2 separate regions of the Mus musculus genome follow, and region 2 is linked to region 1. Evidence: chromatin contacts called from public ChIA-PET data. All regions are on one chromosome and are shown on one strand. Each heading gives the region's core, a stretch centred on a gene start, on an enhancer-like site or on the middle of the called end of the contact. The rest is flanking DNA. Distances are from core to core; before and after follow the strand shown. Region 1 holds the start of Klf13 (Kruppel-like factor 13). Region 2 has its middle 30 kb from the start of Gm45988.

Region 1 (7,278 bases), core at 2,457-4,956:
GATTTTTTTTTCTAGCCATCATGTCAAGGTTGCTATTAACTGACCAAAGCACTTTCTGGTTGATTCATTTTTTAAAAAAAGATTTATTTATTCATTATATGTAAGTACACTGTAGCTGTCTTCAGTCACTCCACTCGAGAAGAGAGAGTCAGATCTCCTTATGGATGGTTGTGAGCCATCATGTGGTTGCTGGGATTTGAACTCAGTCCCTTTGGAAGAGCAGTCAGTGCTATTAACCGCTAAGCCATCTCTCCAGCCCCCTGGTTGATTCTCTAATTTTCTTCTCTCTTTCCATTTTATGCTTTTGTGGATTCTTTCTGGTTAATGTTCTCTCTCAGTCTTTCCACTGAAGTCTTTGTCATTTATATGCTTGCTACTTTGCTTTAATGCTTCAAGAACTCTTTCTTTTACTCCTAAATATTTCTTCACACATACATTCCCTTTGCAGACTGTGGTATCCTTTTACATTTCCCTGTTGATATTATTGGCTGTATTGTTGATGTTTACTTCTCTCTATATGGCTTGTTTCCTACAACTTAACAAAAATAAAACCAAACAAAAACCAACCCTATTGTGCCTTTGTATTTCCTGATGCAGGGTTTCCTGACATGTCAGCTCAGCTGCCCACTCTTATTTGCCTGGGAAGGACTGAGATGGATCAGAAGTCCTGTGTCAAGTGGCACCTTTCACTGTGGCCTTCTGTGTAGTGTGCTAATTGGATCCTTGAGCAGCTATGGATGTCAGACTGTTTTGATCATTCTCTGTGGCCTGGTTAGCTCAGCCCAAAAGCCTCTTTTAGGCTCCTGGCTCCCTGTGCCATGGAATCCCCGAAAGGGGTGTGTAGGTATCAGTAGGCACATGCGCACTACTGCCTCTGACGCTGGGGACTCATCTGTCTCCTTTAGATAGAGACAGTCTCTCCTCAGGAAGAGGAAGGGGAAGGAAGCTGTGAGGCTACATGGAGCTGGCAGCCGATCTAAACATCTCTCAACAGACTCTAGTACAATCATTTATCATCATTCTTAGTTCAAGTCCCTTTCCCTTCCACATCCAGTGTCACCATTTGTGAACCTTGTGGGGAAACTTTCCTTCCTAGTTCAGGCTTTCATTTTCTTAGGTCTATGGGTACATTTCAGCTTTACTGGCTGCAGCTGCTTCTTCTGCTCTTGTCCATGTTCGTGTCTTACAGTTGAGGTTTCTAGCTTATATCTGAGGTTGTTTCAGAGGTTCCAAATGGAACAACTACCACCGTCACACAAAAAACTTCACCCGTCATTAGTCCTCTTATGGTTCATTTGCTCCCACTTGGTTCACTCTGATCTGTTTTGTTTCAGTTTCTCCTTTTCTTTCCAGCTAAAAGGAAACATCCCTATCTCATTTACCCATACTATTGTTATCAAGATCCTACTAGCACAGAAACATGGACCTAGAGCTATGAGATATTTACTGGAGAGTAGAGCTGTACCCCTAGGATATTTCTATCTGGGTTTGGGACAAGAAAGGCCTCAATTTTGAGACCCCAATCATTTTGTACTTGGTGAGTGAACTGGTAAGAAACCACTCAAGGTAATGCCTCTTGTATATAATATCCAAAGGAGAAAACCCTTTGGGAGACCATCAGGAAGAAAGCTTGGATGGGGTATGTCAGAAGGGTTGATTGATGCAGTTCTATCCTAGAAACCTATAATGTAGGAGTCCAGTGAATATGTATGTCCCAGGAAGGTCCACCGTGGAGGACACCACCAAAAAGTGTTTTTGTTTGTTTGTGTTTTTGTTTTGTTTTTTTGGTTTTTCGAGACAGGGTTTCTCTGTGTAGCTCTGGCTGTCCTGGAACTCCCTTTGTAGACCAGGCTGGCCTTGAACTCAGAAATCCACCTGCCTCTGCCTCCCAAGTGCTGGGATTAAAGGCGTGCGCCACCACGCCCAACCAAAAAGTATTTTATGTACTGCAGAATGCCCCTGGCTGCAGAGGGACAGAAAGACATGCATGGACTGAAAGGCAGTGTAGGGGCCAGCTCTTTCCCAATGAGATGACTGTCTGTGGCATGTGGTGGGAACAGAGGAGCAATCTGAGTCATCACTTGGTCAGGACACAGTCTCTTAAATGCCATCAACATAATCTGCCTGGAACAAAGATGACTACTTTCTGCCAAGTGGAGACCCTCCTACAAAGCCCTGATCCAGCTTCTCCACAAAACAGCAGCCCAATGGTGTGGAAATTCAGGGTGTGTGCTCACACTCGGGGTGTTCAAACGTTAACCTAAAGTTTCACAACTGAAAATTCCAAATTGTTCAGTTTCCTCAATTATCAGAAATCAAAGTCTTTTCTATTTTAGGCTCCCATTTAACTTGGGGAAGAACTTGAAATCAGAGCCATGGTTCTTAATTTTCACCAGTAGTGAGGTGACTGACCCTTCTTTAGCTCACTGGGGTCGACCAACCGGCAGTCGGGTCTCCCTGACTTGGTGGCTGACTTATTTTAAGGTATCATCCACAATGAAAAGGAGAGGCTGCTGATCCTACCCTCACAGGTCAGAGGCCAGTTGCGGCCAAAGTCTTTTGAGTGTGTTAAGATTGGTTCAAAGGCAGTTGGAAGCTACGGGTCTCTCTGATGATGGCCTAGTGTTCAGAGAGGAAAGAACATGAATGTGTGTCTAGACTTTAGAGCAAGGTGGCCTAGTTGGAAGGCCCCGGCAGGACGCAGCGGAGCATTTCCTTCAGAGGCCCAGACAGTGGATGGGTGGGGCGCCCTGGGCGGGGTCCTCGCAGCTGGTGGTGTTTGAAGCCTCCAGGACCGCGGTGGGAGAGGGGCGGCCTGGAGAAGTTGGCAGCAGGCCTGGGGCAGGAAGGGGGAGGAAGGGGCCCCGTGTTCCCTGAACAGCCGCGACCGCAGCCCCAGCACGTAGCTCACTCCCTCAGCATTGGCAGTGGTGGGTCCTGCATCAGCCAGGTTAACATAGGCTCAAGGGCAGTTCGGCCGCGCGGGGGCGGGGCGGCCCCAGTGGTGACAAGGCTCGGGCCAAGGTTGCGTAGAGAACCGGAGCTCAATAGGAGCGGGGTGAGGAGGTGGCTGGAGATGGGCAATGCAAACCCGGCCACCAGAGAACTCCGCTGCGGTGGGGTGAGGCTCGGTAATGTCCCGCCCATAGGCGAGGTCGGCCGCTTAGGTCCCATAGGGACCGATACGCCACCTTGCCCGCACTCCCGGCGGGCGGAGCGACCACAGGGTGTCTTGCTCAGTGTTGCCATCCTCGTGCCACCCACTGCTGCCTGCTCACAAAAGCTCTGGCATGGAAAGGGCCGGCGGGGTTCCCGCTGCGGGAGGCACGCGCCCCAGCCCTGCGCCGCTACACAGCGGCCCGCCACCCTCGGACGTCATGCGTCTGCGCGCCGCGCGCCCGGCTCCGATTTCCGCCCCTCCTCTTGCAGGCCCAGGGGCACGCCCACTGGCGCGCGCAGGTCCCGCGGCCAGTAGAACCCTCTCGAGGACCGGATTGGCTGCATAAAGTACTCAAGAGCCAATGGAGTTCGCGTCTACCACTGGCCACGCCCCTCCTGAGGCGCTCCAGGCTCCCCGCCCCCTTCGTGCGCGCTGCTCCCTGCGGCCGCTGCCGCCTGTAACCTGCGCCGCCAGGATGTGGCTGGGGGCTGACGTCGGGTCCAGATGTGGCCCCGGCCCCGCCCACCCCCGGGGCCGGTCCGCCCACACCGAGCCGCGGCGCGCACGGAGGCTGTCCCGCCTGCCACAATGCACGGTGGAACTGCGACCACAACTTGCAGGGGTCGTGCCTAACGTCGCCTCCGCTCGACGTCCCTAAGACAGGCCGACTCTGACGCCGCACGCGGACCCTCCTTACTGGAGCCCCCCATGCGCTCACCCTCCAGTGCCCGGCCAGGCGGACGCGGAGCCGCGCGGGTGACGGCAGAAGCGGCTACGCGCCCAGCCTAGCCCAGCCCAGCCCAGCCGGAGAAGAGGGCGCGCCGCGCCCCCGCCCCCCGCCGCTCCCGGAGGCCGTGGGTGCGGATGCGCCGCTGACGACTCCTGCGAGAGCACCGCGCGCCCTAGCCCGCAGCATGGCAGCCGCCGCCTATGTGGACCACTTTGCCGCCGAGTGCCTCGTGTCCATGTCCAGCCGCGCAGTCGTGCACGAGCCGCGGGAAGGACCTGAACCCCGGCCCGAGGGCGCGGCCGCCGCCGCCCCCACACTGCCCCGCGTTGACGAGCGCCGCGACGGCAAGGACAGCGCCTCGCTTTTCGTGGTGGCTCGGATCCTAGCGGACCTCAACCAGCAGGCGCCGGCGCCCGCCCCCGCGGAACGCAGAGAAGGGGCCGCTGCGCGCAAGGCGAGGACCCCCTGCCGCCTGCCGCCTGCGCCCCCTGCGCCGCCACCCGGCCCAGAGCCCGCCTCCCCGGGACAAGCAGGCGCGCCGGCCGCGCCCCCCAGCCCCGCGTGGAGCGAGCCGGAGGCGGCATTGGAGCAGGAGCCCGGCCCCGCGGGGAGCGGCGAGCCTGGCCTCAGACAAAGGGGTCGGCGAGGCCGGAGCCGCGCGGACCTCGAGTCCCCGCAGAGGAAGCACAAGTGCCACTACGCGGGCTGCGAGAAAGTTTACGGGAAATCTTCGCACCTCAAGGCGCACCTGAGAACTCACACAGGTCAGTGGGGCGGCGGGGACGCCGCGAACGCGCGGACTAGGGACTGCTTGGGACCGGCCACGCCCCCAGAGCTTCGGGCCCAGCGCTAGAGGGGGCCGGGGCCGAGGGCGGGGAGCCATGAGCTGAGGGCGATCGCAGCCGCGCCCCTGTCCTGGCGCTCTGGCCTCGCGTGACGCTGGCCGTGGCGCTTGGAGCCGGCGCCCTCTCGGCGACCGCGCCCCCATCGGGCACGCCCCCTCCCAGGCTCTTGGGGCGGGGCCGCGGGGGTAGATGTCGTCATCCGGGCTGCGGGCGGCGCGGGCAGGTGCGCTAGAGGTGGTTGGGGGGGGGGGCAGGCGGCGCTCCCTTTTGGGGCGTAGGTGCTCGGGGAGCTGGAGTCTCGCCACCCCTCTTCCCAGGCCTCCGGGCGGGCTCTGGCGAGGGAGGGGCCGGCTGGGGCGGGCGAAGTTCACGCGGGGACAGGGCTCCCTTCAGCCACTCGGCACATTCTTCGTTCTCTTCTTCCTGTAATTTTTCCAGGGCTCTAAGGTTTAATTTGTCGCAACCCGACCCAGCGGCGGCGCTGGCCGACGCGGGGGGCGGTCCCAGTCCTCGCTCCCTACCCCACGGCTCTTTGTGGGAGCCCCAGCCCATCCGGCCGGCGGGGGCGCGCCCGGCCGCAGGGGGCTGCGCTTGCTCTAGGAAGGCGCGCTCCGTTCACTGACCTTTCTGATCCAACTCTCACTTGCTCTTGGGCTGTGTGCAGGCAGGTGGCACCTGTACCAGGGCGGCCGGCCTGAGCCTGAAACCTGGGATGGCGTGAGGTCACTCGCCTCTCTGGTTTCCGGGGACCGCTTCGCAGCTCGACTCTTGGTAGTTGATGTCGAAGTCCGACTTCCCCCCTCCATTTTTGGTGTTAACACAAACATTTAGGGTTGGTTGGGGTTTTTTTGTTGTTGTTTTTTCCTTTTTTGAGCTCACAGAAACTCTTTCGTAACAGTTAACTCTCAAGTTCACTGCAAAAAATACTTAATTCCGTTACTTTGTTACCGGGGTCTGTTCTTTTCGTTGTTGTTGTTGCTAACAGTTAAGTGACCGACCGAGAAGCTCTAGACATGCAAGTCGTGGAGACTAGAGCTCAAGGCCCGTGTGTTCATAATGGAACGAGCCGGAGCTCTAGGCCAGGGAGGTGTCAGAACTTTCTCTATAGAGGCCGGGGGTTGGGGGGGGGGTCCTCAGCCCTTATCTGTGGTCCCTCAAACCACGTGGCAGGTGATGGGATTGAGTGAAGACTGTCATCTCCCGGCATTCGGAGTCGAAATTAATGGTCTGTGAGCCCAGAAGGTGGGTGGGGTTTGTGTAGGGTTCCCAGTTCTGCTCGGGAAAGCCGCTGCTGGGGTGGGTGTGGCCATGGGGGAGGAGCAGAGAGCTTGGTTCAGAACTTGATGGACCAAGAGTGCTGAGTTGGGGCGGGGGTGTTCGGCGAACTATCGAATTGAGAAATCTTGGTGCAGAATATTTCACCGTGGTTTCCCACTTGCAGCACCCGGTAGCCGATCTGGTGAAATGCAGAGGGCTTGCCTGAGGGGAGGGGCTGGATGTCGTGGGCGGGTTGGGTCCAAGATGTTTTTCCTTTTTGGCTCGCTCCTCCTTTCAGTCTCAGTTGGCGTTTAGAAAACGTTTGGGGGCGCTGGGGACCGCATCTTCCGTAATGGAAAGGGAGCCATTCTCTTCGGAGCGCCAGGAAACTCAGAGCAGGTAGAAAGAATAGAGTCGGCCTTCTTTTTAGTGCCAATAGTGTGCTATTCGGTTTGTTTTAAGAGTAGGTAATCGGAGCCGCTCTCCATATGTGCCGAGGGAGGGAGGCTGCACCTCTGGGGTTGTAAGGTTCCAGGCCCTCTTGAGAGCGGGGTTAGGGAGGCCTGTAGATGTCTAGGCTGCATCTTATTTGGTACCCAGGTGAGTCTGATGATGAGAGTTGCCCATTTCAGATGCCTGCTCCTGGGTGGAGTCTGGTTCTGCCTCTAATCCGGGAAGCCCTGGGAAGCCATTGCTAGACCTTGAAGCGCTTAAGTAACTCATGTTCTTAAGAGACAGGGTGTTTCTTGGGCACAGAAAGGATTCAGCAAGATGGTCCCAGGGAGTGACTTAATCTTCTCAGGACTTCCGAGTAGGCTCTGGCTCTGGGGCGGTTTGGTTTGTGGATCTTACTTAGTAGGGTACTGGCTGACTGATGCCTTGCCACATCTGCTCCACCCGAATACCCCCCTCGAGAATAATAGTGGCAGGAGTGATAATTTTCACCGCTTTAGCTAAAGGTAGCCGGCAATTTTCCCAAGCCTCGCTGTGGTTTGGTGGCTTGTGCCTGGCCACTTGGAAAGCTGGGATGTTTAGTGCCTTTCGGAAGACCAAGGGTCCCTAGCAAAGGGTTTCCTCTGGTATGGATGTCCTTTGCAAAGAGCTGCCCCTCCTGCTTAGCTACAAGGTGATGACCCCTCCCTCCCTAGTAGTCTCTTGGACCATTGCCTACATTTCTGTAGTCAGTGTTAGAGCAAATGAATAGAACAAAGAAACGCAACAACCCAGGCCACTTGTTTACTTAATTGGAACCTCTCAGCCCATATTTGGGGAGTTTGGTGACCTTA
Region 2 (7,278 bases), core at 1,840-4,339, 160 kb before region 1:
GTCATAGCGGTAAAATATAGTAATACAGAAAATCGGTCCACAGTGAAGTGGGGCCATTGCTGATAAACTTTACCATCTGTTATAAGCTTTTAGAGACAGTTTGTGGATAGAATGTAAAAATTTTGTAGCTGTGGACTAGGAGACTCTAAAACAGTGCTTCTCAACCTGTGGGTGGTGACCCCTTTGAGGGTTGAACAACCCTTTTATAAGGATCACCTAAGACCATCAGAAAGATACTTACATTATGATTCATAACTAGCAAAATTACAGTTATGAAGTAGCAATGAAATAATTTTGTGGTTGAGAGTCACACAACATGAGGAACTGTATTACAGCGTCACAGCATTGGGAAGGTTGAAAACCACTGGTCTGATATGTTATAAACAGGTTAATGGAGAATGCACGTGAGATGATTCAGAAGATCAGAATGCTGCAGGCAATCGAGATGGCTCCTAAGGTTTGAATGGGAGCAAGAATTCTGTCACTAAACAGACAAGGGGTCATCTGCATTACACTCTGTAGAAGAAAACTTCTTCCCATTTGGCCCTGAAAGTCTGAGTGAAGCTGAGTTCAGAGCAATATATTAATTCTTTGACAAATGAACTTTCAAGACGATGTATCAGGGCTGTGGTGTTCTTATTGCTTTTAGTGAGATTTACAGTGAGAATCTGGCAGAAATGGCTGGGAAAAATAACAGAAAGGTACAAAACACCACCTGTGAATTAGGGAAAGGAGCTCAAGGATACTTACAACTGGGACAGGGTATGTGTGTATGTATGTATGTATGTGTGTATGTATGTATGTATGTATGTATGTATGTATGTATATTTAGAGATGGTGTTTCTCTCTGTAGCCCAGTGATCTGCTTGTCTCTGCCTCCTGAGTGCTGGGATTAAAGGTGTGCACCACCATGCCTAGCTCAACCATCTGCCATTGTTAATGAGATTAAAGCATGAAAAAGAAGCCACATATTTTATACTAGAACACAAGGCTAGGTGGTTCAAGAGCACGTGCTGTACAAATGTAAATTCATTCAAAAATATTTCAGTGGAAAAAAACTGTGGGGGTGAGGAGGCAATGCTTAAATAGAGAGTCTCCAGGATGTCCTGCTGTAAGGGGCCATGCAGGGAAGCATCTCTCCAGGTTCACCATGCAGGCACTTATAGACCAGTGCCACTGTGGTCAAAGGGGAGGTGGCTACTTCTGAAGCTAGCTGCAGAATTTGCTATCAGCAATGCAAGAGTTATGGGTTCATGGGGGCTTGTACCAAGAAGGGAATAGGTAATATGTAGAGTGATCAGATTCCTTTCATTTCCCTAAGCTCTTGAGTGAGGGATAGGGAAAGCTGTAGTGGTTTCATTTAAGCATCTAGGATGTTGGACATGTTAGCAAACTGCTGAGGGGTTGTTGCCGAAAATATTAAAAATGAACCAGCCAACTCTCCATTCTCCTGCTTCTCTCAACCTGCCAACTCTCTGGCAGGCCACCCCCCCATCCCCAGTTCTTCTCACTTTCATGCATTGCTCCCCCCACGCACCCCATGGTCACCCATCACAACACCCAATTACCCGGTAGAATTAAAACTCTTAAAGCTATACTTAACCAATCAGATTTATGTATCGATGAAATCACAATTTACAAGGTGCCAATAGAATAATTTCAGAGCCAATTGATAATGATAAAAGCTTTATACCAATTATTCTAACCTTATTATATCATAACTGTGGCTGGTTCAAGCCACGCTGGTTCATATCTGCCTCCATTCTCCTTTCTCCTCCTCTGAGAGCTCTCCGTCTCTGCTACTATTAGCTCCACCTCCCTTTTCCCTGTCCAATCACAGGCCTCCTCAGCAGTAACGTAATTGGACAGGGAAAATCCTGCAATAAGGGATGGCTTAGGCACTGGGTGTAGCAGACTCGAGAGAGGCCATGTATGTTATAAATGTAGGAACATAAGCTGCTCAACACGGTTGGAGCCCTGGTGATGACACTGTGCCCTGAATGTCAGACATGAGGCTGTAGGATTTGATCTTCTGGAGTTTGGTCTTATGTTGGTTCTTTCTTTCTTGTTATCGTCCTCTCTGGAATGGGAACTCTCTTCTGTGCCTATACCACAGCGTGCATGTGAAGTCAGAGGACAACTTGCTGGAGTCAGTTCTTTTCACGTGGGTTCTGAAAATCAAACTCTGGTTTGGGAGCTTGGCAGCCAAAGCCATTACTCCTGGCGCCATCTTGCAGGCCTGAATTTAGCTTACGGTTTTGAAGGGATATAGTCCACCATGATGAAAGCATGGCTACCTACAGTAGGGTGGGTACCTAGAACCCTTGTAACCGTAGTCGGGAAGCAGAGAGAGGACAGAAAGTGTGGCCAGGCTATAAAAACCTCAAGATTCACTGTAACTCATTTCCTGCAGTGAAGCCCCACCATCTACAATAGACAACCTTCCAAAACAGCACCACCATCTGTATTCATGACTCTGTGGGGAATGTTCAATATTCAAATCACAACAGAGACCAGTACAACCGCACAAAAGTAACCAACGCAATCAGCAAAGCCATCAACGGCAGCAGAAATGTAGGCGAGCTGATCAGAGACCCTGCTGGTGATCAGCACCCTGTGGAAGGGCTTTCCTTCCCCAGCAAGTCCAAGGACACCGCCCCACCTCTCATTTCATGGCATGGGAGATGCCCTGAAAGAACAGAGGTGGCCTGCATCGGCAAAGAGGATTTCACCTTGTCAAGAGCTCATCCCAGGAAACATCTTTGTCCCTCCAGGACTGTGACACCAGATAGTGAACAGTGCAGTCAAGATAAACGCAGCCACAAAACAAGTGTTCCTTCCCTGCACAAGTGCAGAGCCCAGGAAGAACACTTGGCCTCTTAAGGCTGGACAGTTCTTCCTTCTAGAAACAACAGCTGGGGCTGAAAAGGGTCTTTCTGAGTTCTCAAGCAGCACCCAAAGGAACCCATGGGAGAGCAAGACACATGAGAAAAACAAAAACAAAAACAGGCAAACAGACACAGCACCACAAAGGCTCTGAAAATCAGATGTCAGGCAACCGCAGCCCACAAAGCAGGTCACACCTGCACTGCTGAACCTAACAGCATAACTACAAATAGAGAAAAGTTAGGTGTGGTCTGGGTTGTCCTCAGAGAAGAGTCAGCCTTTCACACTACAATGACAAAAACATCCAGCATACTAAGAACCAAGAACACTGAAATTTGGAAAAAAGAGTAATCAACTATAGCACTGAGAAGAAAGAATCAGGTCTTAGAATTATTTAATAGAAACATTTTAAGCAGTCATGATCAAAACTGATTCAGTAATTAATTGCAAACGAAACCTCAACAAGGAAACAGGAATTATAAAAATAACCAAGTGCTAATTACAAAACTGAAAAGCTACTGCAAAAGGGATAACAATCCACTCAAGGAACTTATGTGAAAATGCAAATGGACTAATGAAATTTACTCAGTTTGAGCAATGAGGGAAAAAAATAGCCTGGGAAGATAAACAAAGTCTTTGCAACTAGTTGTGAATAAAACAAAAAAACACAGCGTTGTGAGTCTTAGGAGACAGCTCTGATAGCATAAGATGGGAGTCCCATCTCCAGGACCCACATTTAAAAAGTCAGGAGTGGTAATGAGTGCTTGTAATCCCAGCTCCAAGAGGCAGAAACAGGAGCATATAGACAATCTAGCCTATTGGCAAGTTCCAGACTAGTACAAGAAAAAATGACAGTTGAGGCAGACCTCTGGCCTTCATACACTTACTTGTGCAGACACACACGCTTTGGAATGTGGTGTTGGCACAATGGAGCATACCTACATAATAAAACACAGCACCGCGAAGACAAAATGAGTCACTATGATGTTATATCATTATGGCAACAGATGGATCACTGTGATGGCCAAATGGAGTGCTGTGATATTACAAATCAGCAGATGATTACACTGGAGAACATTATGACATCACAACATTGGCTTTGTGATGACACCATGAAGTATCATTATGACACAATGAAAGATCATGATGTCACCACTGAGCTTGGTGATACCACACTCCTGCATTTCCATGGCACAGTGGAGCACTCTGTTAAAACAATGGAGCATTGTGATGTCACTGTGTCCTACTGTGATAGCAAATGGAGTTGTGTGCAAAATTGTAATGGTGCACGGGAGTATAGCGATGGCACTGGGAGCATTTGTGTACCACAATGGGTCACTGTGGCATCACAATATACTATAGTGATGAAACAATAAGACATTGTAATGAAACGGCACAGCACTACAATGGCAGTTTGCAGCATTTTGAGTCAAGATGGAATGTTGAGATGTCACAATGAAGCCCTTCGATGGTTCATTGTGATTTATGACATATTAGCACAATAACAAGCATTGTGGTGGCTCACTGGAGTATTGTGATGCCACAAGTAAGTATTATAGTTGCATGTCAAGAATCAGCTCTGTGATGCAAGAATAAACACTGTGACGGCAGAGTGGGTCATTTTTGAAAGAGAATGGCATCATATCACCAGCCCTGTAGCAGACTACATGCAGAGGTCTGTCCTCCCTCCTCTGTCTCCATTCCCTAGGAACTCTGGGAAACCTCTCAGCAGAACCAGTTTTCCTCCTTCCTGTGGACCCTCTTACCTCACTGCCTTTTAGCCTACCCTACACTTTATTATTATTATTATCATCATCATCATCATTATTATTTTATTTACATCCCAAATGTTGCCCCCTTCCTGATCCTCCCTCAAAGAGTTCTTCCCCTTCTCCTCTTCCCCCCTCCCACCTCCCCCTTGCCTCTGAGAGGTGCCCTCCCTGGGCCTGTGCCCTCCCCGGGCCTCTCCCCTCCCTGGGGCATGAAATCTCTACAAGATTAGTAGCATCCTCCCCCACTGAGGCCATACAAGGTAGTCCTCTACTACATATTTACCTGGGATGGGGGAAGGGGTGTCTCGGAGCAGCCCATGTATGTATTTTGGTTGGTGGCTAAGTCTCTGAAAGCTCCTAGGGGTCCAGATTACTGAAGGGGATGGCAACTTCATAGGAAGACTAACAGTGTCTTTCATGTCACTCCCAACACCTAGAAACACATTCTACCTTAGACCCCCAGTGGCCACACCTGGCAGGGACTCAGAAGCATTCTTTACCAACCATCGCACAGCCCCCATACTTCCAGAAAAGGCAATAGAAACCAAAGAATATAACACGCTCTCAACAAAAACAAGATCAGATATCACCACCTAGAGTTACAATTATCCTAAACACAGATGCCTAGACACCAATGAAAACAGAACCATAACACCCAAGAGAATATGTCTCCATTAGAACCCAGTAACATACTACAGTAGGCCCTCAAGAAATACAATATAGCTGAAGCACAAGATAATGACTTCAAAATAGCTAAAATGAATATGTTTAAGGACCTTAAAGAAGATTTTAATAAATCCTTAAATGAATTCTGTGATAACACAACAAACAGTGGAATGAAATGATTAAAACAGTCCAAGACAGGAAAGTAGAAATAAAATCAATAAAGAAAATGCAAAATGAGGTAAAATTGGAAATAAAAAATTTTATGAAATCAAACAAAAACCTCAGTAGTAAACTTTACCCACAGGAATGGAAGAGAGAATCTTTCATCAACAAGAGATAGCAGAGAGAATCTCAGGCATTAAAGATAAGATAAAAGAAATAGATTCCTCAAACAACAATGTTAACTCTTAAAAAACAAAAAACAAAACAAAAGGTCAGGCACAAAAGACCCAGGAAATCTGTACTATGAAAAGACCAACTCTATAAAAACTAGGGATAGAGGAAGAAGAAATACAGATCGGAAAAAAAAAAAAAAGAAAAACAGATCAAAGGCACAGAGTAATCAAAACACTTAACATATAGAACAAAGAAAAAATATTAAGAACTGCAAGGAATGTAGATCTTAGAAGCTACAGATGAGGAGGATGGGACCTCACACCAGTCAGAATGGCTAAGATCAAAAATTCAGGTGACAGCACATGCTGTCGAGAATGTGGAGAAAGAGGAACACTCCTCCATTGTTGGTGGGATTGCAAGCTTGTACAACCAGTCTGGAAATCAGTCTGGCGGTTCCTCAGAAAATTGAATATAGTACTACTGGAGGATCCCACAATACCTCTCCTGGGCATATATCCAGAAGATGTTCCAACCGGTAAGAAGGACACATGCTCCACTATGTTCATAGCAGCCTTATTTATAATAGCCAGAAGCTGAAAAGAACCCAGATACCCCTTAACAGAGGAATGGATACAGAAAATGTGGTACATTTACACAATGGAGTACTACTCAGCTATTAAAAAGAATGAATTTATGAAATTCCTAGGCAAATGGATGGACCTGGAGGGCATCATCCTGAATGAGGTAACCCAGTCACAAAAGAACTCACACAATATGTACTCACTGATAAGTGGATATTATCCCAGAAACTTAGAATACCCAAGATATAAGATACAATCTGCTAAACACATGAAACTCAAGAAGAACGAAGACCAAAGTGTGGACACTGTGCCCCTTCTTAGAATTGGGAACAAAACACCTATGGAAGGAGTTACAGTGACACAGTTTGGAGCTGAGATGAAAGGATGGACCATCTAGAGACTGCCATATCCGGGGATCCATTCCATAATCAGCCTCCAAAGGCTGACACCATTGCATACACTAGCAAGATTTTGCTGAAAGGACCCAGATGTAGCTGTCTCTTGTGAGGCTATGCCGGGGCCTAGAAAACACAGAAGTGGATGCTCACAGTCAGCTATTGGATGGATCACAGGGCCCCCAATGGAGGAGCTAGAGAAAGTACCCAAGGAGCTAAAGGGATCTGCAACCCTATAGGTGGAACAACAATATGAACTACCCAGTACCTCCCAGAGCTCGTGTCTCTAGCTGCATATGTATCAGAAGATGGCCTAGTCAGCCATCAGTGGAAAGAGAGGCCCATTGGTTGTGCAAACTTCATCTGCCTCAGTACAGGGGAACGCCAGGGCCAAGAAGTGGGAGTGGGTTGGGGAGCGAGTGGGGGAGTTTTGGTATAGCATTGGAAATGTAAATGAAATAAATACCTAATAAAAAACAAAAACAAAAACAAACAAACAAAAAGAACTGCAAGGGAAAAGACCATGTAACATAAAAAGGAAGACCTAGTATAATAACAACTGAATCCTCAATGGAGACTCTAAAAGCCAGAAGGGTTTTAGATGTGCTACAAACTCTAAGAGACCACAGATTCCAGCCCAAA

Evidence for each region. ChIA-PET counts read pairs in DNA pulled down with a chosen protein or histone mark.
Region 2: a contact with region 1 is called in an RNA polymerase II ChIA-PET map of memory CD8 T cells, with 1,135 read pairs. The contact joins the enhancer-like site here to the promoter of Klf13 in region 1. A contact is called at or near these places in 5 of 115 datasets of contacts at active chromatin or transcription factors (the SCID.adh cell line, bone marrow-derived macrophages, double positive thymocytes and 2 more) and 3 of 9 other capture datasets (adipose tissue, liver and macrophages).

Annotation. Positions count from the first base shown.
Region 1 is chr7:63,935,343-63,942,620 of GRCm38.p6, reverse strand. It overlaps Klf13 (Kruppel-like factor 13), which reads left to right and starts at 3,706. Exons shown (of 2, transcript NM_021366.3): 1 at 3,706-4,654. The coding sequence starts at 4,075.
Region 2 is chr7:64,097,647-64,104,924 of GRCm38.p6, reverse strand. No RefSeq gene overlaps it. Among named protein-coding and RNA genes, the nearest start is that of Gm45988, 30 kb to the left of the region's middle. Within about 2 kb of position 3,089, at least 25 of the 459 cell types and tissues checked have an H3K27ac peak or open chromatin away from gene starts, as enhancers often do. A contact at or near this core is called in the SCID.adh cell line, double positive thymocytes and memory CD8 T cells, where this site is marked.